Regions from separate parts of the Mus musculus genome. Here all the other regions are linked to region 5. Evidence: chromatin contacts called from public Hi-C and promoter capture Hi-C data. All regions are on one chromosome and are shown on one strand. The core of a region is the stretch at or near the end of the contact, and the rest is flanking DNA. Distances in the headings are between cores, read along the strand shown.

Region 1 (3,879 bases), core at 857-3,356, 1.2 Mb before region 5:
TCCTCGCCACCCTCTTCTTTTCTGCTTTTGTAATTTCTTCCATTTATTTAGTTGGTTTGGGGTTATTTTTATTTATTTGTTTGTTTACTTACTTATTTATTTTGAGACTGGGTTTATCTGTGTAGCCCTGGTTGCCTTGGAACTCTCTATGTAGACCAGACTGGCCTTGAACTCAGAGATCTGCTTGTATATGCCTCCTTAGTGCTGAGATTAAACACCTGGCCTGATTTGGGTTGTTTTGTTTTGTTTTAAAGACATGCATGGTCTTACAATGTAGTCCAGGCTGGCCTCGAACTCACAGACATTCAACTTAGCTCCAGCATGATTACTCCTGACTTGCTTTTGTCGATTTCTGTAGGACCCCCTGACTGAGGCTGGGATGCCATGCGGCATTAAGATCTGTCCATCAACAAAGGGGGACAACAGAGCCTCTTACAGCCGCTCAGCTAGCTTGTCCAGAACAACGTCACCAGCCTCCAGCTGCTTGCGCCTCAACCGCTCCTGTAAGTCTGGAAAGGGACGCAGGGCTGGCACATCCTCAAAGCGCAGACTCTGTGCGGCTTGCAGCTGCTCAGCCAGGTTACTGAGAGAGGACAGGAGGGGCGAGCAGTCCTGCAGGGTGCTCTGCCACAGGTTCTGCTGTTCCTCCACCACAGGGAAGCACTTCCTCAGGGCCTCCTGCACAACCAGCAGAGGCTGGTCATGAGCCATTTTCTGGGAAAAAATAAACAAAACAAAAGGGAGTCAGGGTACCAGAAGGGAGGGCCTGCATCAAGGCTGCGTCATTTCCGACCTCAGGAGAAGACCAGCTGTTGGTCTTCAAATAGTCCCAAGGCAATAATGAAAGGTAGGGAGACTTTGGGGGACACAAACAAGAACTCCTAGTCCTGGAAGTGGGCTGACACCTTCAGCCAACAATGAAGGAAGAATTCCTGCAAGTACACTTACCAACTGTGAACAGCCTTTCTTCCTTCCTGCTGTAAATCTTCCATGTTCTAGAAATCTCACCAGGAATCCCATTTACAGAGAAAGGACACACACTACCCCATTTACATCTGTAGGATTTAATACCATCAAAGAATCTTGAAAGCCACCTCACTTACTTCTCTTATCAAACAACTTCTTGTTTGAAGGGAGTCACAAGGGTTTTTAGAAACCCTTTTGAGATGTAAACTGAAAGCCACCAAAATAAGTAATTGTGGCTAATGTAACATGACTTTAATTCCAGCCCTCTGGAAGCAGAGCCGGGTTTTGGGTTTGAGGCCAGCCTGGTCTCAAGAAACTGGGGGAAAAGAAAGAAAATCAACTGCTGATCTCCCTAGAGAATCTCATACCCACGTGGCTATGTCTAACTTTCTGAGATTCTCTGAGGAGCATGCAAGTGTCTTTTATGCCTAGGTGCCTGCCTCTCTCTCTTAATTCTTGTGCTTATGCCTGTATTTAAAACAGCCATAGGCTGGGAGTTGTCGAATGCATCTTTAATCCTAGCACTGGAAAGACAGAAACAAGCAGATCTCTGTGAGTTCGAGGCCAAACTAGTATACACAGAGACTTCCAAGATAGCCAGCGTTATATGGTGAGGCCCCGTAGCAAATATGTTCATGTAACTCTGCTTCATAAATCAGCTAGTGCTGAGTTCTTTTCAGCGTCAGGGCCATCAACTGAGCTCAGCTAGTGCTGAGTTCTTTTCAGCGTCAGGGCCATCAACTGAGCTCAAGTCCTTAAAAGGCTAGGGCAACTCCCCACGCTGCAGAGTGGAGCTGTGTCTCTGTCTTGTAACCGCGGACACTCAAGAATATTGATTCTGGCGGTCCTCTTACCTTCTCTCTGCAGGAAGACCGTTGCTTCGGGTCTTCCGAAGGGGTTTCTTCACGACAGGGCAATCTGCTTTAGACTGCGAGTCTCTGGGGTCTGTCTGTTCCGGGACCTGTGCTTCTGGAGTCAGTCTTGTCGCCTCTCTTTAAGATTTCCAGCCCTAAATCAACAGGAAAACGTAAATCCTGCGATGTCAACGCTGAGTACATCAAAAACTACACCGCGCTTATTCACAAGAACGAACTCACCACTCTACTTCCAGTTAGCACGACTCTGGAGTCGCGAAAAGATGGCGTGTGCCGCAATGACATCTGGGCATTGAAGTCCTCCATGAGGATTGGCTGGCGGAAGGAGAAGAAGCTTTATTGTGATTGGGCGTGGTGAGAACCGTCCTAAGACGGCGATTTGCTATTGGCTAGGCTGTGCCCGTTGAGTTTGAATTGGGTGGCGGTTAACCGAGGAGCCGCCCGTCCCTTAGTTGGAGCTGTGAGGGTTCCTCAGACTGTGTTTTGGGACCTGCAGGTAGGTTTCGGCAGAGTTCTGGAAACCTAGACTCCAACGACTGAACTTTCTCAGCTCTCCGACCGCTCACACCCTCTCCCCGTCTCAGTCGCGGAGCCGGCTGCTTGGCCCCTCGCTCGACGCAGCCAGGCGCCATGGCTCCCAAGAAACGCAGCAGCCGCGGAACCAGGACCAACACGCTGCGGAGCCGGAAGCTCGCCTCCTTCCTGAAGGACTTCGACCGCGAGGGTAAGGGGTGGATTCGCGTGATCGTGGGTTTTGGGTGGGTTGGGACGCGGATGCGACGGCTTCGCACACCTGACGCGGGATCCGTCCGCTTTCACCTCTTTGCAGTGCAAGTTCGAACCAAGCAAATTGAGTCCGACAGACAGACCCTCCTCAAGGAGGTGGAAAATCTGTACAACATCGAGATCCTTCGGCTCCCCAAGGCGCTGCAAGGGATGAAGTGGCTTGACTACTTCGGTAAGAGCTGCTAGCGTTTTCCCCGTGACCAACGAGTGCTTATCTTGAAAGCTTATTGTAGGGACTCATTCAGATGTCCCCTTCTTAATAAGGTCTAAAATAACCACCGGTAGGAAATTGCCATCTGTCATAACTTATAAAAGAATGGTGGGCCCATAGGAAAGAAGTAGGCATGAATTACCCTTCAGATGAGCGCTATTAGGACAGTGCATCTCACCTTCACGTTTGAATGGGAGAGCTTTAGAAGAGATATACCAGAAATAGAATGATGGAGGCCTGAAGGAAGAGGGGCGAGGCCGAGATCTCAAATCTATAGTACAAAGTGAGCTGATAATTGAAGGTTTTTCAGGGGTTGGGGGAGGCTGTTCCGCACTGACATGACCTAACCTATGCTAGCCTACCTGCCAATAGGCAGGGATGCAGTCGCTCAGTAGGACAGTAAGAGTTGTCCTGCAGCTTAACAGCGGAGGGAGAGGACTGTAAGAGCAGGACGCATCATGTCTTCTCAGCATCTCTGTATCCAGGGGGAGTGTTTTGGGAGAACACATCCATCTTTTGGGGAGACCCTACTGCTCAGCCCCACTGGAAACTGCCTGCCATCCAGCCAGGCCAGTGGTAGGCAAACCACTGTCCTTAGCAGGCCAGGTAACAAACAGTCTTGAGTTCTGGAACTGCATTTCTGTTACAGTTCCAAAAGAGCCGTGATGAGTTTGATTTCTGGGCAAACTGAAATGTCAATTTCACATAATTTTCACACATCCGGGAAATACTTGTACAAACTCAGCCTTCTAAAATGAATGAATAAATTAAGAGAAAAATTATTTGTTTTTTGTCAGAGCTCATTTCGGACAGTATCCTCAAACAGCTCTGTCTTGTGAACTACAAAGATAGGAGTAGGCCGGGCAGTGGTGGCGCACGCCTTTAGTCCCAGCACTTGGGAGGCAGGGCAGGTGGATTTCTAAGTTCGAGGCCAGCCTGGTGTACAGAGTGAGTTCAGGGACAGCCAGGGCTATACAGAGAAACCCTGTCTCGAAGAACCAAAATAAAAAACAAAAACAAAAGACAAATCACAAATCATCA
Region 2 (4,368 bases), core at 693-3,192, 1.1 Mb before region 5:
ATCAAGTTCCAGGCCAACCAGAGTTGGTGGTGAGACCCTGTCTCAAAACAAAGAGAGAGAGCAATCCAGGCCTAGGAATGGTGGTGAATGTCTTTAACCCAGCACCTGAGAGGTTGAGTAAGCTGGATCTCTCTTGAATTCCAGGTGAACCAGAGATACACAGTAAGAATCACACACACACACACACACACACACACACACACACACACACACACACTCACACACACACACACACACACACACACACGCATGCCGGGCAGCGGTGGCGCACGCCTTTAATCCCAGCACTTGGGAGGTAGAGGCAGGCGGATTTCTGAGTTCAAGGCCAGCCTGGTCTACAGAGTGAGTTCCAGGACAGCCAGGGCTAAACAGAGAAACCCAGTCTCAAAAGAATCAAACACACATACTCAATCACACAGAGGCAAACCAAAGCAAAAAAAAAAAATTATGTTCCTTGGAAATACTTAAAATCTGACACAATCAGTCACTGACAAGGAAAAAGCAAATCTTTTTTTTTCCCCCAAAAAATTCAAAGTTGGCATTCACAAGACCTTCTACTGTCACATACTTTAAAGATGGATCTATGAAGCTAAGGAGGATAAAAGAGCAAACAGGTGGCTGTTTAAAGAAAGAGTGGCTACAAACCTTCAGTGAGGTGCTCCCGTCCCAATGCCCTCCCTCCCCGCAAACACACCGTGAGGCAGTGCCACGGCCTCATGTAGTTGGTGGTGCAGAAACAACACTCTGAACATAACCACCTCCAAACCCTCCTTTTGCCCTTTACTGCTTGGACAACCTATCCGTGCCTGCTTTTCTACAGTGGGACCAGGGCTTCCTGTTTCATACAGAAAGAGAAACTGCAGGTAAAGAAAAAGGGTGGCTTCCTTCTGTCATTTCTAGAACACATCAGGTGGAGGGGCTAAACCCTAATAAGGAGTAGCTGATGCAAATCACTTTAATTATTTATATCGTAAAACATGATCTGGACCAGAGAGTACACTTGTACAGAGTGACTAGGCTTTCTGACCCGAAAGGCTGACTTAACATAAGCAATACTGACACGAGCAGCTCAGGAAATATCAGCAAAATGAATGACAGACATGCAGACGGTCTCTTTTTGAAGATAGCCTCTTGAGGAAATTACCAAATTTGAAGCTTTCATGGTCTGGAATGGTGATTCCTCCTTCACCCGAAAACACACAGGTTCTACAAATGTGGGTTTGGCAGACACAAAAGGAGAATTTAAAATAACCAGCACATCACTTAGTTCTCAACCTGGTTCTGCACTTTCTCTTCAGCTCAAGAGTCGGCAAAGTGAGCCTTTACTAGCCGGAGTGACAAGCAGGCGAGGTAGTTACCAGGCACAGGTCAAGGGATCTAATCTGAGAGGAACCAGCCCGAACCTTTGCTTACGCAACCCCAGAAATACACGTTTCTCGGTGTCTGAGAGGAGAGATAAGAGACCCGGTGGGCTGCCCCGGGAAACGCAGAGACCAACTTTCTGTAACAAGACCAGGAGGTGTGAGGGTGGCCGAGGACTGCGAACCCAGCACCTCTGAGAGACTAGCATGAGGACCCTGACCGGGAAAGCACCCCTAGTCCAGGGCTACAGAGAAAAACCCCGAGGCAGTCTGGGGGCTACGAGCTGGGCTAAGAGGGGCAGGGTCCGGGTCTCCATGGAAACAGAGAAGGGGGGCTGGATACCCATCCCCATGGAAACGGAGGAGGGGTGGGGTCCCTCGGGTGAGTGGAATGAAGTCTCAGCCGGGAATGGCTACGGCAGGGAGCCCCAGTCCCGCACCCCCCGGATAGTTCCAGCCCCAGCCGAGTCCAGCCTCTGCTTTTACCTCCGCGGCTCCCGGCAACGGCGGCAGCAGCAGCTTCTCCCCTCCCAAGCGGCACCATGATTGCCCCCACCTGTCCCTAGCGTCACTTCCGCTTCCGCTTTCCGGAGGAAGGAGAGGCCCGGGGAGCCCTGGGCCTGCTGCTGTTCGTGATTGGCTTCTACTCTCCAGGGGGCTGAGACCGCGCCTCTCCCCAGCGGGCTGTGGGCGGAGCGAGTGGAGTCTGGCGCTCCGGTGCCGCACCGGGAAGCTGACCATAGAGAGCGGGCTGTTTCGAGCGCGGGAGGATACGCGACATCAGCGGTGAAGTCGAGGTGTTCTCAGCCCCAGCTGCGTCCACAGCTGCAGCAAGAAGGCTGCAGTCAGCCGCCGCCTTCCAGATGCGTAGGCCAGCCCACGGCATCCCTCTCCTCGCCCCACTGTACCCACGCAGCATAGTTCACCTGGCTGAGGCTCCCCCCCAGGACCGGAACGCTGAGCAGAGCCCTCCAGAAACTTCTCGTTCTCACGCGCCCGCGGGAGCTAGCGGTTCCAACCTTCCTTAAGGAGGGTTTTTGCTCTAGAAAGGGTCAGCGCCACCTACTGGCCAGTCCCCTGTCAGCTCTTAACACTTATCCTACCCACCCTTGAAATCCACTCGGTGGTAGCAATATTTCAAAGCCCAAGAAGATACTTTTCTCGTGTTTCTATTATATTCCTGTATATGTAATTTTTAGACTCTCACATAAGCTAATGCTTATTTACCCCATGAACGACTTCTCTCGAATGTTTACGTTGGAGCAGTGCTCTTAGAGGCTAGATCAGGGTTCAGGCCCAAACTGCTGTGCCATTCCCTCTGAGTAAGGTTGAATAAGTGACTCTGGCGCACCAGCATGCCACAGATCAGCTGCTCTGTTCTTAAGCCACAAAGGACTAGCTGCCAGGAACTACCATCTCTTGAGAGAGGAGGATTGGGGAAGAGAAGACCAACTGACTGCTCTGACCTTAGAGTTCTTTTGAAACCAGAACCCACATTAGATGGCTCACATCCAGCTTCAGAGAGATCTGAGCCTCTGGCCTCTCCTAGCACATTCACACATGCATGTACCACCACCACCACACACATACACATAACTAAAAAAAGAGAGAACCATAGTCACCATTAAAAATACATTTTCATTAAAATATATTACATATATGAGAGGTGCTGCATTATATACAGTTGGGAGGACTGAATATCCTACAAAATCCCACTTGTTTCACCAGAACCCCCTTTCTTCAGTGCTCTTGGGGGCGACTGAGAGGCCTTGGAGTTGAGCAGAAAGGGAACAGGTGCCCTATGCATGAACATGTTTGCGGCTTGGACAGTGGAAGCATCTGGATGGCTAAAAGTTGTTTATCCAGGAACCTCTAAGCAGAGTCCTGCCGCCCCAAGCCATTCTCCTTCAGGGACTTCAGTTAGTCCAAGTATCTGACCATGAGATGCTCAGTACGGGATATGGGGAACTCACTGACTGCATGTCCTGGAGGCTGGCTGAATAAGGCAAAGTACAGTTACTTAAAACTTTTAAATAAAAATGAATAGGGAGCTATTTGTGTTAAATAACTAGAGTTGAATGTGGAACGTCAGTTCTACTATGGTGGATTGCCCCCATGTCTTCACAAGTCAGCATGGGTGTGCTAGCCAATGGCATGGAGAAGGGGCAGGTCTAGGCTCAGGTAGAAGAAACAGGTGGCTGCCATTCTTCCAGCAGCCTCAGACCAGCTTAAGGCAGTTCTTGAGCTGAAACAGGTGGGGCTGACAATTGTGGCTGCCTTAAGGAAAACAGGAGAGGAGTAGTGAGGCTCAGAGTGGACCGCAGAGGAACTGGTGAATAAACTCTTGGGCCTTCTTCTTTTCCGCCATGTCAAGCTTTTGGTGACGAGCTGGGTTCCGGAGCAGTAAGCTGCCAAATATGCTAGCTGTGCATGACAGAAACAGAAAATACCACTTAGCAACTGGGACACGGGGGTGATTAGGAGAGAGAACAGACTACCTCAAGCACTCTGTGTTAAAGGCAGGGCCTGGGTGCCTTGAACTCAGGGGCTCCACCTGCCTCTTCCTCCTGAGACTGGGATTAAGGCATGTACCTCTATGCCCAGGTAGTTCCTTCCTGAAAGCACAAACAACTGGGGGGTGGGGGAGAAACAAGTCTCTATTCCTACCAGTCTTTAGTTCCAGGCCAGGCAGAGCTATACAGTGGGAGGCTGCCTCAAGAAATAAAGAGGGGCTGTGGAGATGGCTCCTTAAGTTAAGTGCTTGCCATGCAAACATGACAGAGGACCTGAGTGCAGATCTCTAGCTCCCACTTAAATGTACCTGTAACCACAGTGATGTGGAGGGAGAGAGAGGTGGGTCCTGAGGCCTTGCCAGCCAGCTAGTCTAGCTAAAAGAAGGAACTAGCACAAGGGCTTGCACATGGTAGGTAAGGGTTCTACCATTAAGTCATACTTCCAGTCCCCAAAAACATTATTTGCATAAACTTTGCCCAAAACAAGGCATGAT
Region 3 (4,087 bases), core at 362-2,861, 1.1 Mb before region 5:
AGACACACACACACACACACACACACACACACACACACACACACACGCGCGCGCGCGCAAAACAGCAATGTACATAAAATAAAAATAAATCATTAAAAAAAAGTAAGTGTCCCTAAATAACTAAGGCTGACTGAGATTTTCTTACCCTAGCCTCCTTGTCCTGGCCTTACAAGTACACCACCTGCCCCCTTCCAAGATTCATTCGGATACCCTCCTCTAACCAACACCAAATGGGTAACCTTCTCACCCATGCACCAAAGGCCCAAATTTCTGCCAGGCAATCCCATTACAGTGTTAGCCTTGTTGATTTTAAGGAAACAGCAGTTTAACCTGCTGGGGCCAATTCTCACCTCAACACTCAGAGAACTGGCCTGGGAGCTGAGGTTGGCACTAGTGAGTGCAAGTGGTCCCCCAAACATCTGGGCCAAGTCCAGCATGAAGGCATGGTCAGGAATCCGGATGCCAACAAGCTGGGAAGCAAGAAAAGAGAACGTGAGGAAGACATCGAGGGCTTGCAAGCGTCTGATTTAGATCGCAGGAAAAGGGAAAACTCTTGACTCACACGAGTAAAGGGGTTCAGGTCTTTGTTGAGCTCCTCGGAGCGCTCCATCACCAGGGTCACAGGGCCTGGGAACAGGTCTTCCAGGAGCTCCCTAGGTACTCTCACCTGACAGTACCTGCAGGCAAAGGAGCACAAATCCTCTCCAAATCACCCTGATGGACCTTTCCTGGGGACTTAAGGCAGATGCTGGAGAGGGGTCCCCTTCGCGTGTATAATGAACGAGATCTACCTGACTCTCTACTCCCTCTTCCTCGGAGTTCTGGCAGAAGACAGACTCCACAGAGTACCCTGGGCTTTAAGTCTATCCGCCTGTCTTGGGGGACAAAACCACAGCGCCGTGGCACGTGGATACAATCTCAATCCGTTTAATCATCTGGAAGGCGTTACCCCGAAACGGGCCTCCCCTCCGCCCATCACAAGGGCACCGGGAGAAGAGTGCCATGCTCGCCTAACTCAGCTTCTCGACCGACTGTCTAGAGCGGATCTTGGCGAGCCGTCAGCGCTCCCGACCAATCTCCAGTTCCGGATTCCTCCTCGGGGAGCAAGGACAAGCCCCTCCCGCGCTCGGCGGACGCCGCGGTCTCCCGAGGCTGTCACCGGAAACCCCTCCCGCGGGGCCGCCCCCAGCGGGGCCGCCTCACCTGTAGACGTCGGCCACGCGGCCCAGGCACACGGCCAGCGGCTTGGCCTCGCTGCGGCCTTTGAGGCGGTACACGCAACTCAGGGCCGCCGAGCTGCTCGCCGAGCAGGCCAGGCCGTAGAGCGTGTCGGTCGGGACCGCCACCACGGCGCCGGCGCGCAGCTCGGCCACGGCGGCCCGCAGCGCCTCGGTCCAGCCGGAGCGCTCGGGGCTCGCGGCTTCCACGGGCTCGCTCTCCGGAAGCCGCAGCAGCCGGGCCCCCGGCAGCGCCGGAGCGGGCTCAGGAGGGCGTAGGAGGCGGCAGCCGCGGCCAGAACTAGCCGGCCCGTCGCTCAACCCCATGCCGGCCGCCACGGCGGCCCTCAGCCCCGCGCACGGACGCGCCGTAGACATCCGTGCCGAGCCGCTTCCGGGAGGAAGTGACGCACGGACGCAACTTCCGGCCCGCGAGGCTCGGCCCCGCCTCCGCTCCCGGCCGCTTAAAGGGACCGCGACCCCCAGGCGACTTGAAGGAGAACGGTGGGGACGGGGCGGGGCTCGGCTTAGCGGACTCCTCGCGCGGCGCGGGGGGCGGACTGCGGAGGGGTGGTGAGCGGGTGGCACGGGCGGCGATGGAGTGGGGTCCCGGCGCAGGCTGGTCACGGGGGTGAGAGCGGGCCGGCGGGGCGGTGGGTTGGGGCCGCGACCTCGCGCCGCCTAGCGCCGGGCCCTGACGCCGTCTCTCTCCCGGGCAGGGAGGCTGCCGGCGTGGACCGTGGGAAGGCGGGGTTGGGGCTCGGCGGGAGGCCACCCCCGCAGCCGCCCCGAGATGAACGCGCCCAGCAGCTGCTGGACGCCGTGGAGCAGCGGCAGCGGCAGCTTCTGGACACCATCGCCGCCTGTGAGGAGATGCTGCGGCAGCTGGGCCGCCGGCGCCCAGAACCGGCTGGTGGCGGGGTCAGTGCCCAGTGCCCTCTCCGGGCTGGACCTGGGGAGGTGGGCGCTTCCCACTCACTGCACTGGTCTAGCTCGCGCTCCCCACCCCCACCCCGCTCCAAAGGAGGCAGGTGGAAGAGCATCCCCACCGCTTAACTTCCTTTGATCTGAGCGAGGTTTTGAAAAAGCATGGTACTGTCGAGATGCCAAGTGGCCTTATTCTTGTGGGGCCTAACTTAAGGCCTTTCCTCCGGGCTCATCCCCCCTCCCCCCTTTTCTGTTCCAACTAGAACGGTTCAGCCAAGTCTGGAGCGCCGCCCCAGCCATCTGTATCGGCCAGAGGTGGCCTTCCAAAGGATGCTGGCGATGGAGCCTCGGAGTCTTGATCATACCCTAGCCGGGCACCCTGACTTCTGTCCCTTTCCAGGGCCAGTGGCTGGACTGTGACCAACTCCCTTCACTAAAAGGGGCCAGTCTTCACGGGCAGTTGCTGGTACTTGGCCCTCAGCCTGGGATGGCAACTCTACTAGCAGCTGGGTTCACTCCCACGTCGTCCTGGCTGAAGGCAGTACTGTGCTTTGAAATGGAGCCAACAAACATCCAGTCTTGAGTACTCGGATTCAGGAAGCCAGCAGTGCTGGCCAGAGTGGTCTGGCCTGCTTTGGGGGTTCCAGGTGGTATTACATGTTCATTTCATGCTTTGGGGGCTCTCAGCCCCACAAAACACTTGAGCAGAGTCTTGATTAAAAGGAAATCTGCAGACCCTGGTGACTGACCTTTCTTTTCTGTCCCTCCAAGACTTGATGGCTGGGAGTGGGAAGAGAGTGTCAACCAGGGACAGGGATGGGAAGTAATGCCACATGTACTACCAGATTTAAATAAGCATTTAATTAAGATTTCATTAGTATTTAATATTGCTTTTTCAATTCCAAAAAGTTAAATTTTCACTTCATAGCAGATATTTTAAAGTACAATATTAAGTTTATACAAAATGAGCAATTAAGCAAACACTATTATTTCACATTCTTCAAAAATACAAATTCGTATTTATTCTTTTTAGGGGTTGGAGGTTTCTTCCTTTGGAAGTACTGAACCTGTAACGTTTTCATATCGCTCAGTGGAAGTCCGTTGTTCCCATGTTTTACATTTAAAATAAACTTGGTACTTTTACATAATTCAAATAAAACTATTTGGGACTTAAAAACTTGTCACCAAGACCACTGGCCAATGATTAGTTTGTGTTAGAAAAGAGTTTGTGGCCTTTTCTGGCTAGATCTGAGCCAGGCAACCAGAAAAGCCCGTTTTCCAGCCACCTTCCCCAAACTGCAACAGGGAATTCCCAGGAAAAGGGACTAGCTACCTGGGACTCCAACCTCAGTGACATTTTCTCCAAAGCACAACCAAAGATGCAGGCTGTTGACTCACACAGCCCTTGGGAAGCCTGAGAACACCCGCGGCAAGGGCGGGCAAGCCCCTGACTTGGCACCTCGAGGGACACGGGGATACTACAATAAACACCCCAGATTTTGGTGGAAAAAAGTTTTATGAAAACATTACCTGTTTAAAAAAAAAAAAAGTAGAAATTGCATTGAATTGAGAAAGTGACATGACATTATCACCTATTTTTGTCCCAGTGAGCCACCACCAAGGAGCAGTGTATGGTTTTTACACGCCAGTTCTAGAAAAAGGTTGTACTATAATATAATTTGACAGATCCAATTAAACTTGCATTTTCAACGCAGACTGAGAAGCCCTCAAGCCGCCAGAACAGTGAGAGATGCCTGGGCTAATGACCAACCTCCCCAAGAGCAGGGGCATAAGAAACAAGATCCAAGAATATGCAAGAAACAGACCAATCAGAAATATGTATGATCCAGTTTTATGGCTCATCCCCTTCTGCCTCAGAGGAGAGATGGACAATTTCCCATCTGTGTCACAGCACAACCACTTGCAAACTTCATCTGTGAAAA
Region 4 (4,237 bases), core at 924-3,423, 1.0 Mb before region 5:
AATAAAACCTGAACATGCGTGTATTTAACACATAAAGTCCTCTATAAGTAACCCCAGCTGCCTTATGGCCACATTTCCCAGCCTCACTCCTGCCTCTCCGAGCCCTCAACTCACTCACAATGGAACCATTGCCCTCTTTACCCTGACCCTGTGTGCACCTAAGACCATGCACCAATTCTATCAGCATCTGGCAAACTACACTCACCTTCCCACTTCACAGCCCAGCTCAGAACCAACACCTCCATAAAGTCCTCTCCTAGACCCTCATTGATGCTGCTTCTCCTCCTCCACAAATCCCACCTTACGTCTTAGCAGCAGCACTTTATCTGCTTAGGCAGCTTGTTGGCCTTCTATTTAATTAGTTCTTTGTTTACATGTGTGTGCACACATGAGTATGTGCCTATGTGTGTGGGGGGGGGGGCAGAGGACAACCTATGGGAGTTGGTTGGTTTGGTTCTCCTTCTGTCATGTGGGCCTCCAGGATTGACCTCATGTTGTCAATTTTGGCAGCAAAATGCCTTTACCTGCTGAGCCATCTCTACATCTCAGCTTTGAGGTTTGCTTTTTTAAAAGATTTATTTTTATTTTTAATCTGTTTACTGTTCGTTTACTTTTGAGTCAGGATCATTCTATGTAGCCCTGTGGCTGTAGTAGAGTGAACAATGTTGACTAGGCTGGCCTTGAACTCCCAAAGATCTGTCTGCCTCTTCCTCCCAAGTGCTCAGGTTAAAGGCATGCAACCACCATGCTCAGTCTTAAAGATTTTTTTTTTTAATTTTAAAAAGTATTTATTTTACATATGCGAGTATTTGACCATCCCACATGTATGACTGGTGCCTACAGAGGCCAAAAGGTGTCAGATCCCCTAGAAATGGGGCACAAAATGACTGTGAGATATCATGTGGGTGCTGGGAAATGAGACCAAGTCCTCTGCAAGAGGAGTCAGTACTCAACAGCTGAGCCATCTCTCTCGCCCCATCCAGCCCCCGGAGCCAGGGCTATAAGCGGTAGTGAGCTGTCTGTGGGTGCTGGAAACTGAACTTGGATCCCCTGTTCCACACGCTTGTCTTCTGTGACCGGGACTTGCTATACAGCGGAGGCTAACTGAACCTGCTGGCCCTGCTTCCAGCTTCTAGGAGCCCTGCACACACAGCTCCCGAGCTTGTGTCTGTGCCCTAAGTAACTCAGCTGTCTGAGAAGTCTTGCCTCTTTAGCTCGAGAGCCAGAAGACTCTTTCATGTGGCCCTTGGCTTGCCATAACAGGCCGTGCATACTTGGCCTGTCTTCTCCTCACTGGGCCCATTTCTTAGGGCTGATCTCTGAATGCATTCTTGATGACTACCTGCCATGCCTACACTTGACTCCCTCCCACTGAGAGTCTAGTTAGTTAGTCCTAACCACTGCAGCTTGATCTGGGTGTGGAGAGGTATCTACCAATCTTTCTTCCTTCCTTTTTAATTCTGACTCTGCATTAACATCTTAAAAAAAACAACAGCAACAACTTTCCCACACAAACCTTGCAGATAATGTTGCCTTTTAAGGCAACATGTTCCTCTTAGCCTGAAGAACAGTATAGCCAAACACAGACCCACGGAGCCTGACTTCAAAACCTCCGAGCCCAGTGTACACTGGAATTCAGGATTTGGGACACTTAAGAATGATAGGACATGACCTACACCACTTTGATAGCAATCCCAGTAGAAGCTGAGACACAGTGTAATCTATGAATAGCGATGCTTGGGTAAATAAAGTCTATAAATAGACTCGTATCGGCAAAAGGAAGCTGCAATGCCAAATCTATCGCGAGCCAAACAAAAATCCTTGTCAGCCCCGAAAGCTTCTGGGAGTTCAGAACTACCAAGGAAACAGCAAAGATGCTGCTGAACGGCGATGACGCAGAAGGCAGCCAGCTATATCGCCATGCGCTAGAAAGGACTGTGAATCTATGCTCACATACGCGGCACTTAGAAACCAACACCTGTCTGTAGACAACACAGACATATCGCTCGGGTTTGGATGCAGCTTGTCCGCAGGCTTCTCTGGAAAGTTACCCTTCATTTAGCAATGGCAAGCGCTGATGGAACCTCTAAAAGCTGAGGCCTCAGAAGGGAGTAAGGCTGTTCTTGTGAGACACCGGTTAACTCCCTCAATGGCTAGTCACAACAAAAAGAACAACCCTGGCCCTGAACCTTTCTGCCTTCACAGTGTGACCTCTTGCCAAACACCGCTGAACAGACGGGGCTGCTCAAACTTGGACTTTGGCCACCAAAACTGTAAGCCAATGAAATATCTTTTAAAAAATAATCTTAACTAAATCCGAGCGGTGGTGGCACACATTTTTGGTTCCAGCGTTTGGAAGACAGAGGGAGGGAAATCTCTTTTTTGAGTTTGAGGCCAGCCTGGTCTACAGAGCAAGATCCAGGACAACCAGGACTACACAGAGAAACCCTGTCTTGAAAAATAGTAACAAAACAAACAAACAAAAATTAACTAAAAAACATATCATTTCCCCCCACACACACTTTTCCTCCGTCCAGACCCTCCATACAATCAACCCCACTCTTTCAAACTCAGTCTCTTTTTAAAGCTTTTCTTTCTACATCATGCAGAATCAGGGTTTGGGGGTTTTGCTTTTGTGAACAGGCTGGCCTCAGTCGATCTCCCTGACTCTGCCTTCCAAGTGCTGGGATTAGAGATGTGCTGGTGACTTCACACCCAGGGATTTTTCAACAGTATCAGAAAATAAAAATCTATAAACAAAGAAAATCCAGAAGGGCGCACAGCCACTATTTAGTAATGGCCATCTCTCAGCGGTGCTGCTTTACTCGTTGCTTATTTCTGCTCTCTCTTGCATTTTATCTTGGCTTTATTTCTGAGGTGGGTCTCACGTGGTCTAAGCTAGCCATAAACTCAGTATGAAGAAGGGAATGACTTTCAACTTCTGATCATCCTGCCTTCATCTACAAAGAACTGTGACTGCAGGGCAGGTGTGTGCCGCTTCGTCCAGTCAGTTGTTACGGGGCTATGGATCAACCCCCTGGCTTTGTGCACTTGAGGCAAGCAGTCTCCCAACTGAGCTGGTGAGGTTTGGTCTGCTGCTACGTACTGTAATGCTAACACAGGCCCCCAAGATCTGCCTGCCCCCAAGAAGAGAGCCTCACGTATACCAAGTGATGCTATGTAGCCATGGCCTCCCAAGATGTCTACAGCCGGTAGCTGGGCAGAAGAGAGTTAGGCAGGGCTTCAGTTTAGACTAAGAGTCTGAACAAGAGGAGGGAGAGGAGGAAGAGGAAAAGGAAGAAGATGTCATGGGACGTGAGAGCATGGCCTTGAGGACCGGCCAGTTGGAATAGGAGCAGCCCAGGCAGAACACAACAAGTCATATCTCGGGGATCTTGACAAGGATGTACACAAAGTAACATAGAGAGGTGATATCTACCCAGCTCTAATGCTTCAAGGCTTATTAAAAATATAAAGGTTTTATGTCTTTTATTTGGGGATTAAATGATCAAAGATAGGGTAGGAACCCCCATTTAATAATTTCTACTTCACTGAGCCATATCCCCAGCCCTAATCTGAGGCTTACATATTATATAGAGACACTGGCTTTGGAGTCAGAAACTTAGATCTACTGCCTCTTACTGTACATGACCTAGAACAACCTACCTAAAGCCTTTGCTTCCTCAGCTACAGAAGATGAACAATCTCTTCCTCCTATGGTTACCCTTTTTCCATAACTAACTTGAAGCTATCCTTCCCTCAGTAGCCCTCTATAAGTCAAACAACACCCAAAACTACAATATGAAGATAGGAGCCTCGGTTCAAACTCTTGATGCCAGGCCTCGTGTATAGTCTGGATTTTTTTTTTAAGTTTTATTTACTTTATGTATATGAGTACATTGTAGCTCTCCTCAGACACTCCAGAAGAGGGCATCAGATCCCATTACAGATGGTTGTGAGCCACCCTGTGGTTGCTGGGAATTGAACTCAAGACCTCTAGAAGGGCAGTCGGTGCTCTTAACTGCTGAGCCATCGCTCCAGTCCCAAGTCTCTACTTTTACATGAAAGTAAAAATGTATACTTAAACCCAAGTCAAAAAATCCTATTTCTGGGCTTGTAAGATGGCTCAGCCGGGTAAAGCACTTGCCAAGCTTAATCTGTGGAGCCATATAGAGGTAGGAAGAACTGACTCCATACCATCCTCTGACCTCCAAAGGTGCACTGACATACCTACCCA
Region 5 (4,000 bases), core at 557-3,056:
GTAGCAAAACCCTACTAAGAGAGGTGTGTTTAAAATGACTACCCAAGGGACATACTTTTCAAGTCTTCTAATCGTTCACTTTGGATCTGTTTATACCACAAGAAAACAATTTACTTGATGCTCTTAGGTCCCCTTAAAAAATAACCATCGTGAAGTGGCTTTTCATGTCCTTGGCTTTTATTGAACATAGAAACAGCCATGCAAGCGGTCTTAAAGGCTTTATTACATCATTGTTTCCTAATAAAGTCATGACAGTCTACCTTTGGAATTAAAGTGATACACAAAATGATGGTCTGTGTCCTCTGGTGAACTGGTTCCATTCAGATAACACCTATTCATCATGACTATGGTTTCATTTTTCTTTAGCCTTCAAGAAGCTCAGAACTGAATTTTAAATTCAGTCATTTACCACCAAGATAATTGTGAGGTTTTTTTTTTTTAAAAAAAACTCTAATGTTTTATTTCTAGATTTTAGTTTAAACCACGTTACATCTATATTGACAATAAATGTGCTAAAATAAACTTAACATGGGTAATGTGCCTAGGGAGGCTTGAATCCCAATATGGCAAAACAAACAGAAAACCAGCAATTTGGTATGCTGTGCTGTCTTATATTTTACAGAAATAAATGTGAAAGTATATGACCTATGTTATGATCTTTAAAGAGTTTGTAGAAACGGAAGAGGACTCAGAGAAAAGCAACCAAAACGAACAGGAGGAGAAGGAAGAAGAGGCGGAGAAGGAGGAGGAAGATTGGAGATAGTATGCCTTTATTGTCTAACCCCAAGTGTGTTGAAGTACTGTGACAGCCATCTTGGCAATTAGAAATGAGTATCTAAAATTTGGACTGTTCTAGAAAAATCTGTTACAGAGATAATGTTAAAGCCAGATTACAGGAATCACAGCCACTAATATACAAATAATTACAGAAAGGCTTTGAATGTGGAGGTGTTGTTCTGATGACTCTATTGATGTATTTGAAAGCACTGGAGTTACTCCCCAGGAAAATTACAACCAGAGTTCCCTAAAGCAGAACCTCCCTGTTTTCTATTCATTTGCTGAATATCAAAAGCATTTTCCAGCCAACAGTACGGCAGAGAATCTCGATTGACCCGAGGAAGAACCAGTCTGAGTTGCCAAGTCGGATGAGGAAGCCAACTGCCAAATCAGCTATCAGGGGAAGTTCCTAACACCCTGGTATCACTTGGTTAGACAGTTTAAGCCAGTGAGTTTTCTGGTAGGATTGTTTTTTGTTTTTTTTTTTTTCCTTTTAATCCTTTTTTGCGTAACACATATCCATTTAGTGATCCGATTAATGGCCGGGTCATCTATCCCCAAAATACATTCATTTGTAACACACCTCCCCTTCCAATTTTGCCCATGATTGCACAGGGTTCGTGGATTAAATAAAGTCTATCCTTAGATAACCCGGTTATGTTTGTGAAGATTTCCTGGGACTCAAGACAAAATCCTTTGATAACCCTTTAGAATCACCTCTTTTATCGGTCACGCGGCCAAGGGAACCCCGGTCTCCCAGGGTCTCTCCCATCCCCCGCCCCCGAGGCCCCTGCCGCGCAGGTGCGAAAGACCTCCCAGGCCACTCCGGCAGAGAGCGTGAAGGGGGGGGCCCTGGGAGGGGCGGGGGCGGGGGTGTTGCTAGGCGACCACGCTCTCCGCCCAGACCGGCCTACTTCTTCCGCAGGGGGCGCCATGGGCCGAGCCCAGGCTCGCGGGCCTCCCGGATCGGCCCTTTTCCGACTTCTTCCCCTCTGCCGGGCGGTGGCGCACGCCCGTGACGTCACAGGAGGCGGGGCCAGCGCGGCTGCCGGGTGCCGGAGGCGCCATTGGAGCCGGCTTGGCTTGGGAGCCGTAGCTGAAGAGTTGGATCCAGGGCAGTCCTTGCTGCCGCGTCTGCGTCTGGTCTCTGGCCCTTCCGCGGGATGGCGTGCGGGGCGACACTGAAGCGGCCCATGGAGTTCGAGGCGGCGCTGCTGAGCCCCGGTTCCCCGAAGCGGCGACGCTGCGCCCCTCTGCCCGGCCCCACTCCGGGCCTCAGGCCCCCGGACGCCGAGCCGCCGCCGCTTCAGATGCAGACGCCGCCGGCGAGCCTCCAGCAGCCTGCCCCACCCGGCAGCGAGCGTCGTCTTCCAACTCCCGGTAACCTGCGCTGCTGCTGCGGACTTGGCAGGAAGCCAGGCCCGGGCGTGGGGGGCGGGGAGGGTGCGGGGGTCGTGGACACCGGCCGAGATCACCTCCGCACCCCATATCGGCCTTGGGAGAAAAAGGAACTGGGGTGCTGCTGGGCCCGGTTGCTTCCGGGGACGAGAGACATCCGGGAAGGGCAGTGACCCCACAGTGTCGGTTTTCGGGTTTCCTGGAGCTGGAGAGTCTGAGGGGTGGGCACCAAAATGAGGTGGGGATACCCCAGACCGCCGAAGGCTCTTGGTGTCCCTGAAGCCCCTCCTGCCTCCGCTTGTGCGGAACCTCCCGGGAGATCCAGTGGGCCATGGAAAATTGGATTCTGCTCACGAACCCAGCCATGAGTGGGGCGGGAGACGGATAGAGGGGAAGGGGCGTGAGCGTATGTAGCGCCGCAAGGTGCTTTTAGGAAGACTTGATTTCTAGAATTCTTTAGGGAGCAGAAGCCATGGAATGCAATTTCAACCAGACTATTTCTTAAGAGACGGACTGACCTTGTTTTATCGTGTGGCTATTGTCTTGTTTCGGGTATGGCTTGAAGTGGGTAGTTGGTTGGCTAGTATTTGAGAATCCTTAAGTATACAGAGATTCTGTACTCAAAATTCAAATATCTAATACAGTGACTCGACTTGAGTAAGGCACTTCGTTTTAGACAAGGCAAAAAGAAGGACTCATGGGGCAGTAAAGATGCCTATCATATTGCAGTAGGAGGAGGGAACGCGCTTCAGCACCCATATTCAGCAAATTAGAGGGATCCCAGAAATAATCCCTCAAAAGTGGATTTGGCCAAGTTGTTTCTTTGTTTTCTTCTTATTGTTGTTCCTCAAGCATTAGGAAAACCTGCAGTCCCTTTAAATCATTTTTCCCCCTTACATCTTGCAGTCTCTAGTGCCTCTAGTTTTCATTTCCTCCTTCCTGTGCTTAGCCCCTCAAGGATACTGCTGCCACCAGCAGTCCTCTCGAGCTTTACCTGTGTTCACGTCGTCGTATCATCCATTTCCTTTAACTGTGGCTCTGCTCTTTCCACTAGACCTGCTTTCTCCATCTTTTCCTTGAGGTTGTTAATCTGAATAGTCTTTCACTTTGCTGTTTTGTGACAGTGTCTCACTCTCTAGACTGGCCTGGAACCCACAGTGTGGTCCAGGCCTGTCTTGAACTCAGCAGCCCTCCTGCCCCAGCCTCACAAGTGACTGGAATTACAGACTTGTAACCCATCACGGCTGATTCCAAGAATCATTTCTAAATAGAGTCTTGCATCCATTACCTAGTCTGACCCACAATGCAATCTTTTCAATTTAAATTCCCTGGTGACTTAATGTTATATATAGCCTCACCCACAGAATGACTGAACAGTTGGAAGATTTTTTTTTTTTTTTTTTGCTTGTTTGTTTTTATGAAGGGCCCCAAAAGCAGGGGCAGGCAAGGCTGAGGCAGGAAGATCAAGTGAACCTAAAAATTCTACACCAGCCAGAGCCTCATAGGAAGACCCCCATTTCAAAAAGGCAGAGGCATAAATGTCTGTTGAAACAAAAATTTTATTTCCTCAGTACTTAATTTTCTATACCATTTGTGTAGTGGTCCAGCTGAGCACAGTTGTTTAGTGATCATTTTAAAATGTGTTCAGAGACTGAGTATGGCAGAGTCCTGTAATGAGGTCGTCTTTGTTGTTGGGCATGCTGACTCTGAAAACCAGAACCTCAGTTTGCTCTGGGGAACTAAATGCCCTGAGCTCAGTTACTTTTTTTTTTTTTTTTTCTTTTTTTGGTTTTTCGAGACAGGGTTTCTCTGTGTAGCCCTGGCT
Region 6 (4,066 bases), core at 357-2,856, 1.4 Mb before region 5:
TCCAGAGGATCCTGGTTTGATTTCCGACACCCATGTTGAAGCTCACAACCATCTGTAACTCCAGTTCCAGGGGTCCTAAGCCCCTTGTGGCCTCCTGGGGCACCAGGCATGCATACAAAATTCCCATGCACATCAATACGGTAATTAAAAACTAAATAAAGTCAATAAAAATTATTGTTATCTCTTTTTAGACTGAATGTATGTAGCTATGTTGGTGGTATCTTTTACTATAAAACCATTTTATTAAAACAGCCAATGTCCTTAGAAGACAACTGCATTTGCTTAGACAGGTGAGATATGACTGAAGTATTGACACACAGTAATTAATTCTTACTTTTGAGTGTTTTGGCTTCCTGAGCCTCAGTTTCCCTATATGCAAGCATGCTGGTGACATAATAGACTTTGTCTTCCTGTGTGCAGGTCCTGGGTTCCCTTTCTCCCTCTCCTGGGCACCTCTCTCTTCTCTAGCACACACACATGCATTCGTGCATGCATGCAGGCACACTGACAGCCAGGCTCCCTTCCCTCTGCCCTGAGTCACTAGTGTCCCCCAGAATGCTCATAGTGGTCCCTGGTGCTACAGAGTGGGAGCTCCTATTTTTTTTTTCCAAGACAGGGTTTCTCTGTGTAGCCCTGGCTGTCCTGGAACTCACTCTGTAGACCAGACTGGCCTTGAACTCAGAAATCCTCCTGCCTCTGCCTCCCAAGTGCTGGGATTAAAGGTGTGCGCCACCACACCCAGCTGGGACCTCCTATCTTGATCTACATGGCTGAGGCCCTTCAGCTTTTTCCTGCATTTCTCAGAGGTAAATGGAGCAAGCATGATAACTCACACCTATAACCTCAGCACACAGGATCCTGATGGATGGGGCCACTGGGCTGTTTGAGGCCGGCATGGGTTACATAGCTTGACCTTGTGTCAGAAAGAACAACAAAAGCCAAAGAAAACAGAAGGTCCCTGAGCACAAGGATCTGTCCAATATCTAAGCCCCAGGATGATAATGTACAGGGCTGTGCTCGACTGAGGGATCTTGACCTCTTGAGGATAAGGGACAAGATGAGTTTTTGCAGTCTGCTTGATAGCATTCTTCACGGACTCTCCCATGGCGATTGGTGTCAATGTCCCTCCTTTTCCTGGCATTTCCTCCACCACTATGCAACTTGTGGTGGTGGAGCCCTCCTGTCTTGGGAAGGTATTTACTTCAAGAAAAGTGTCCCTGGTCCTGAGTGTGACTCTATCGCTGAACAGGCTTCAGTTCACAACCTATGTGACTGAACTGGAGTGGCCGGATCTCTGCCGGCTGTGGCCTCAACTTGTGCAACTAGAAACCTGGACCAAGCCGGTGGACGTGTCAAGTTGTTGAAGTGAACCTGCGAGGCCGTTCTATTCCGGTTTTGCATGGTGCACGGAACCTGCTTCTGCAGAGCCGGCGTTAAGCAGTCGGGTGGTACAAGCCTGGAGCCGCCCAGACTTCGTGTGGCCAGGGGCGTGGCTAGAGATGCTGGGGCGGGACTTGTTCAGAAACGGGGCGGAGCCGGCTCCGACCTACCGTGGGGCGGGGCAGGAGGGAGGCGGAGCAGGAAGGGGCGGCGGCCCTGCCCGGCTTCCGCGTCATTGCCCTTAAAGCACCTGCCCGCCTGTCGCGGCTACGAAGGTGCCGTCAGAGCCCGAGACTCGGCTCCATGGACACCTTACAGACGACGTCCGGCGCTCAGCGGGGTGAGTGCTACCGGGTGGAACGGGTGCTGCGCTGCGTTGGGTCTGACTCCGGGAGGGTCGCGCGCGGGCAGTGTCTCCATCGCTGGGACCCCGCTGAGTTCACCCTGGTGCGTGGAACGGGGTGTCTTGGGGCACCCGGCGTTCTCCGGGCTCTAGCCAGGACCTCCTCGCGTCACCGGGCCCGGTAGCCAACCAGAGTCGCCCAGCAACTTTTCTCTCCGTGGGTCACCCCGGAAACTTGTCCTTCCCAGAATAGAACTCTGTCCCTGAGCCGAAGTATGAGACTCGGAGACGAAGGCGGTGGCCACAATGGGGAAGCCCCTGGGTCCCCTGCGCACTTCCAGCCCCAGTTTCCTTCTGAGAGCCCCGCCCCTGCCTCTTGGGTCCCTTGGGTTGGCATGGAACAGAACGGGGTTTGGGGGTGGAGTCAGACCAAGTTCAAATGTTTGTATCACAAACTTTGAGTTGATGATCTTGAGTAAACGCTTACTGCCTGTGCCTCGGTCTCCCTCTTGTAAAAATAACTAATGCTGAGAGCTCTTTGAGAGCACAGCGTGGGCTGACACGTGAGAATGGCTTTGAATAGCGTCTTCTCAGTTCGTGTTGCCCCATTCTGTGGAAGAGAGTCTGAAAGAGACCTATATTGGGCATTGCTTGCCCTTAACCCTGTGGTCTGGTCAATAGGAGCTGTGATGGACACATTCCAAGAATGTGAAATATGAGTGACCCTTGTGGAACGAAGCCTGTCCAAGAATCCAACCCCACCATGAGTCTGTGGAGTCTTGAGGACAGACACAGCAGCCAGGGTCGACCTCAGCCAGACCAGGATCCTGTGGCTAAAGAGGCCCCTACTTCCGAGCTGCAGATGAAGGTGGACTTTTTCCGTAAACTGGGGTACTCGTCCTCTGAGATCCACAGTGTCCTGCAGAAGCTGGGAGTCCAAGCAGACACCAACACGGTGCTAGGGGAATTGGTGAAGCATGGCTCAGCTACTGAACGAGAATGCCAGGCCCTGACGGCCCCCAGCCCCCAGCCCCCTCTGGTGCCCCGGGGTGGAAGCACCCCCAAGCCTTCCACTCTAGAACCCTCACTCCCAGAGGAGGACAGAGAGGGCAGCGACCTGAGACCTGTGGTCATCGACGGAAGCAATGTGGCCATGAGGTATGTGTGGAGACCTGTGGAATAGTGTCTGTAGCTCTTCCTTTGGGAAGGGGGCTTGGCTTTTCTCTTGGACTGGTGAAGGAACACAAAAGCTGTCTGTGAGATCCCACCATGTGCCAGAAGGAACCCCTTAAGCCTTAAAGACTTCCTCAGGGCTGTTTCTCCAATGCTATAAGAAGGAAAACAGCTCAAATCCTTGCCAAGAGTCACACTTCTTGATAAATGAGAAGCAAAGATTCAAACCCAGCCTTCTTTGCCTGGAGTGTACCTTGTGCCATGGTCTATCCTTGCCTACGGCATGAGGCAGGACAGTATAAGGGATTAACCCGTGGGCCAGTCACTTAGCCAGTTGGGCTTTTTCTTCTCCTGTCAAACTTTCCACTCAGGTGGCCCCTGTGGGGAGAAAATTCATAGAACGTGGAGAGTTACAAGTACTCAGTGGAGCCGGGCGTGGTGGCACACACCTTTAATCCCAGCACTTGGGAGGCAGAACAGGCAGATTTCTGAGTTCAAGGCCAGCCTGGTCTACAGAGTGAGTTCCAGGATAGCCAGGTTCTATACAGAGAAACCCTGTCTCAAAAAAGAAGAAGTACTCAGTGGACAGATGTTATTCCATGACTTGAGTCTTCTGGGATCTCCTTGTCCCCGACTCGAGCTCCCACTGAAGCAAGGCTCATTAGTTATTCAGAGCTTCCTAGCCCTAACCAGCTGTGACCTTTTGGTCAGATCTGGCATCTTCAGATGCGTGTGTACGGGTAGCCTGATGCTCTGGGCTCAGGTGTGCTGTAATGAGAATCTATACTCCCTGAAGCCGCTCAGGCTGGCCTGACCTCTGGGGGTTCCCAGATCTCCTGCCGCCTTTGCATATCTCTCAAGGAATGGGGTGGGGTGGAGGCAGAATGGGAGCCAGGCTGCCTCTGACCTTAAGGAGCCCTGATTTCTCCCTTCTATCCAGGCCGCACCCTCCAGCTCTGCTTTCTCCCAGCTCCCTGCACAGCGGGCTGGTGAGTCAGGACTGGGTGGATAAAGTACAAGGAAAAGATCCTGTTGGCAGGGACCAGGGGAGACCCCAGCAAAAGAACAGGAAGAGGAGAAGTCTCCTTTCTAGATCCCCTGAGGGCTCTCCCAAGAGGACTGCCCAACTTGTTATGATGTCAGCTTCTTCGCCACCTGGCTCCTGGTCCT

What was found. Promoter capture Hi-C pulls out the DNA fragments that hold promoters and counts their contacts. A called contact is a pair of places that touch in the nucleus more often than the background predicts. Capture Hi-C pulls out chosen DNA fragments and counts their contacts.
Region 1: a promoter capture Hi-C map of pre-B cells shows a contact between it and region 5, with 3 times the contacts expected there. The contact joins the promoter of 9930104L06Rik here to the promoter of Akirin1 in region 5. A contact is called at or near these places in 5 of 39 promoter capture datasets (the 3T3-L1 cell line, hippocampal neurons, liver and 1 more) and 5 of 484 Hi-C or Micro-C datasets (CD4 T cells, CD8 T cells, Th1 cells and 2 more).
Region 2: a contact with region 5 is called in a promoter capture Hi-C map of liver, with 3 times the contacts expected there. The contact joins the promoter of Mtf1 here to the promoter of Akirin1 in region 5. A contact is called at or near these places in 5 of 39 promoter capture datasets (the C10 cell line, frontonasal cranial neural crest, liver and 1 more) and 2 of 115 datasets of contacts at active chromatin or transcription factors (astrocytes and large pre-B cells).
Region 3: a promoter capture Hi-C map of adipose tissue shows a contact between it and region 5, with 4 times the contacts expected there. The contact joins the promoter of Yrdc here to the promoter of Akirin1 in region 5. A contact is called at or near these places in 4 of 39 promoter capture datasets (the C10 cell line, hippocampal neurons, liver and 1 more), 1 of 484 Hi-C or Micro-C datasets (CD4 T cells), 3 of 115 datasets of contacts at active chromatin or transcription factors (astrocytes, embryonic midbrain and pro-B cells) and 2 of 9 other capture datasets (adipose tissue and liver).
Region 4: a contact with region 5 is called in a promoter capture Hi-C map of hippocampal neurons, with 3 times the contacts expected there. The contact joins the enhancer-like site here to the promoter of Akirin1 in region 5. A contact is called at or near these places in 2 of 39 promoter capture datasets (cranial neural crest and hippocampal neurons) and 4 of 115 datasets of contacts at active chromatin or transcription factors (astrocytes, embryonic forebrain, large pre-B cells and 1 more).
Region 6: a Hi-C map of B cells shows a contact between it and region 5, with 6 read pairs. The contact joins the promoter of Zc3h12a here to the promoter of Akirin1 in region 5. A contact is called at or near these places in 2 of 39 promoter capture datasets (liver and pre-B cells), 3 of 484 Hi-C or Micro-C datasets (B cells, CD4 T cells and CD8 T cells) and 1 of 115 datasets of contacts at active chromatin or transcription factors (double positive thymocytes).

The regions. Positions count from the first base shown.
Region 1 is chr4:124,935,275-124,939,153 of GRCm38.p6, reverse strand. It overlaps 9930104L06Rik (RIKEN cDNA 9930104L06 gene), which reads right to left and starts at 2,106. Exons shown (of 5, transcript NM_177573.3): 1 at 1,821-2,106; 2 at 437-714. The coding sequence starts at 711. Cdca8 (cell division cycle associated 8) reads left to right here and starts at 2,237. Exons shown (of 10, transcript NM_026560.4): 1 at 2,237-2,565; 2 at 2,671-2,799. The coding sequence starts at 2,472.
Region 2 is chr4:124,800,123-124,804,490 of GRCm38.p6, reverse strand. Mtf1 (metal response element binding transcription factor 1) reads right to left here and starts at 1,942. Exons shown (of 11, transcript NM_008636.4): 1 at 1,848-1,942. It overlaps Inpp5b (inositol polyphosphate-5-phosphatase B), which reads right to left. Exons shown (of 24, transcript NM_008385.4): 24 at 2,980-3,785. The coding sequence ends at 3,670.
Region 3 is chr4:124,848,283-124,852,369 of GRCm38.p6, reverse strand. Yrdc (yrdC domain containing (E.coli)) reads right to left here and starts at 1,611. Exons shown (of 5, transcript NM_153566.2): 1 at 1,204-1,611; 2 at 563-677; 3 at 351-470. The coding sequence starts at 1,595. Mtf1 (metal response element binding transcription factor 1) reads right to left here. Exons shown (of 11, transcript NM_008636.4): 11 at 2,570-4,087. It overlaps 1110065P20Rik (RIKEN cDNA 1110065P20 gene), which reads left to right and starts at 1,806. Exons shown (of 3, transcript NM_001347196.1): 1 at 1,806-1,848; 2 at 1,937-2,138; 3 at 2,408-2,885. The coding sequence starts at 1,814. The coding sequence ends at 2,503.
Region 4 is chr4:124,763,972-124,768,208 of GRCm38.p6, reverse strand. All of the region lies in intron 7 of Inpp5b (inositol polyphosphate-5-phosphatase B), which reads right to left. Among named protein-coding and RNA genes, the nearest start is that of Gm12915, 15 kb to the right of the region's middle. Within about 2 kb of position 2,173, at least 37 of the 459 cell types and tissues checked have an H3K27ac peak or open chromatin away from gene starts, as enhancers often do. A contact at or near this core is called in hippocampal neurons, where this site is marked.
Region 5 is chr4:123,748,105-123,752,104 of GRCm38.p6, reverse strand. It overlaps Akirin1 (akirin 1), which reads left to right and starts at 1,806. Exons shown (of 5, transcript NM_023423.3): 1 at 1,806-2,157. The coding sequence starts at 1,941.
Region 6 is chr4:125,125,421-125,129,486 of GRCm38.p6, reverse strand. It overlaps Zc3h12a (zinc finger CCCH type containing 12A), which reads left to right and starts at 1,606. Exons shown (of 6, transcript NM_153159.2): 1 at 1,606-1,720; 2 at 2,405-2,881. The coding sequence starts at 2,439.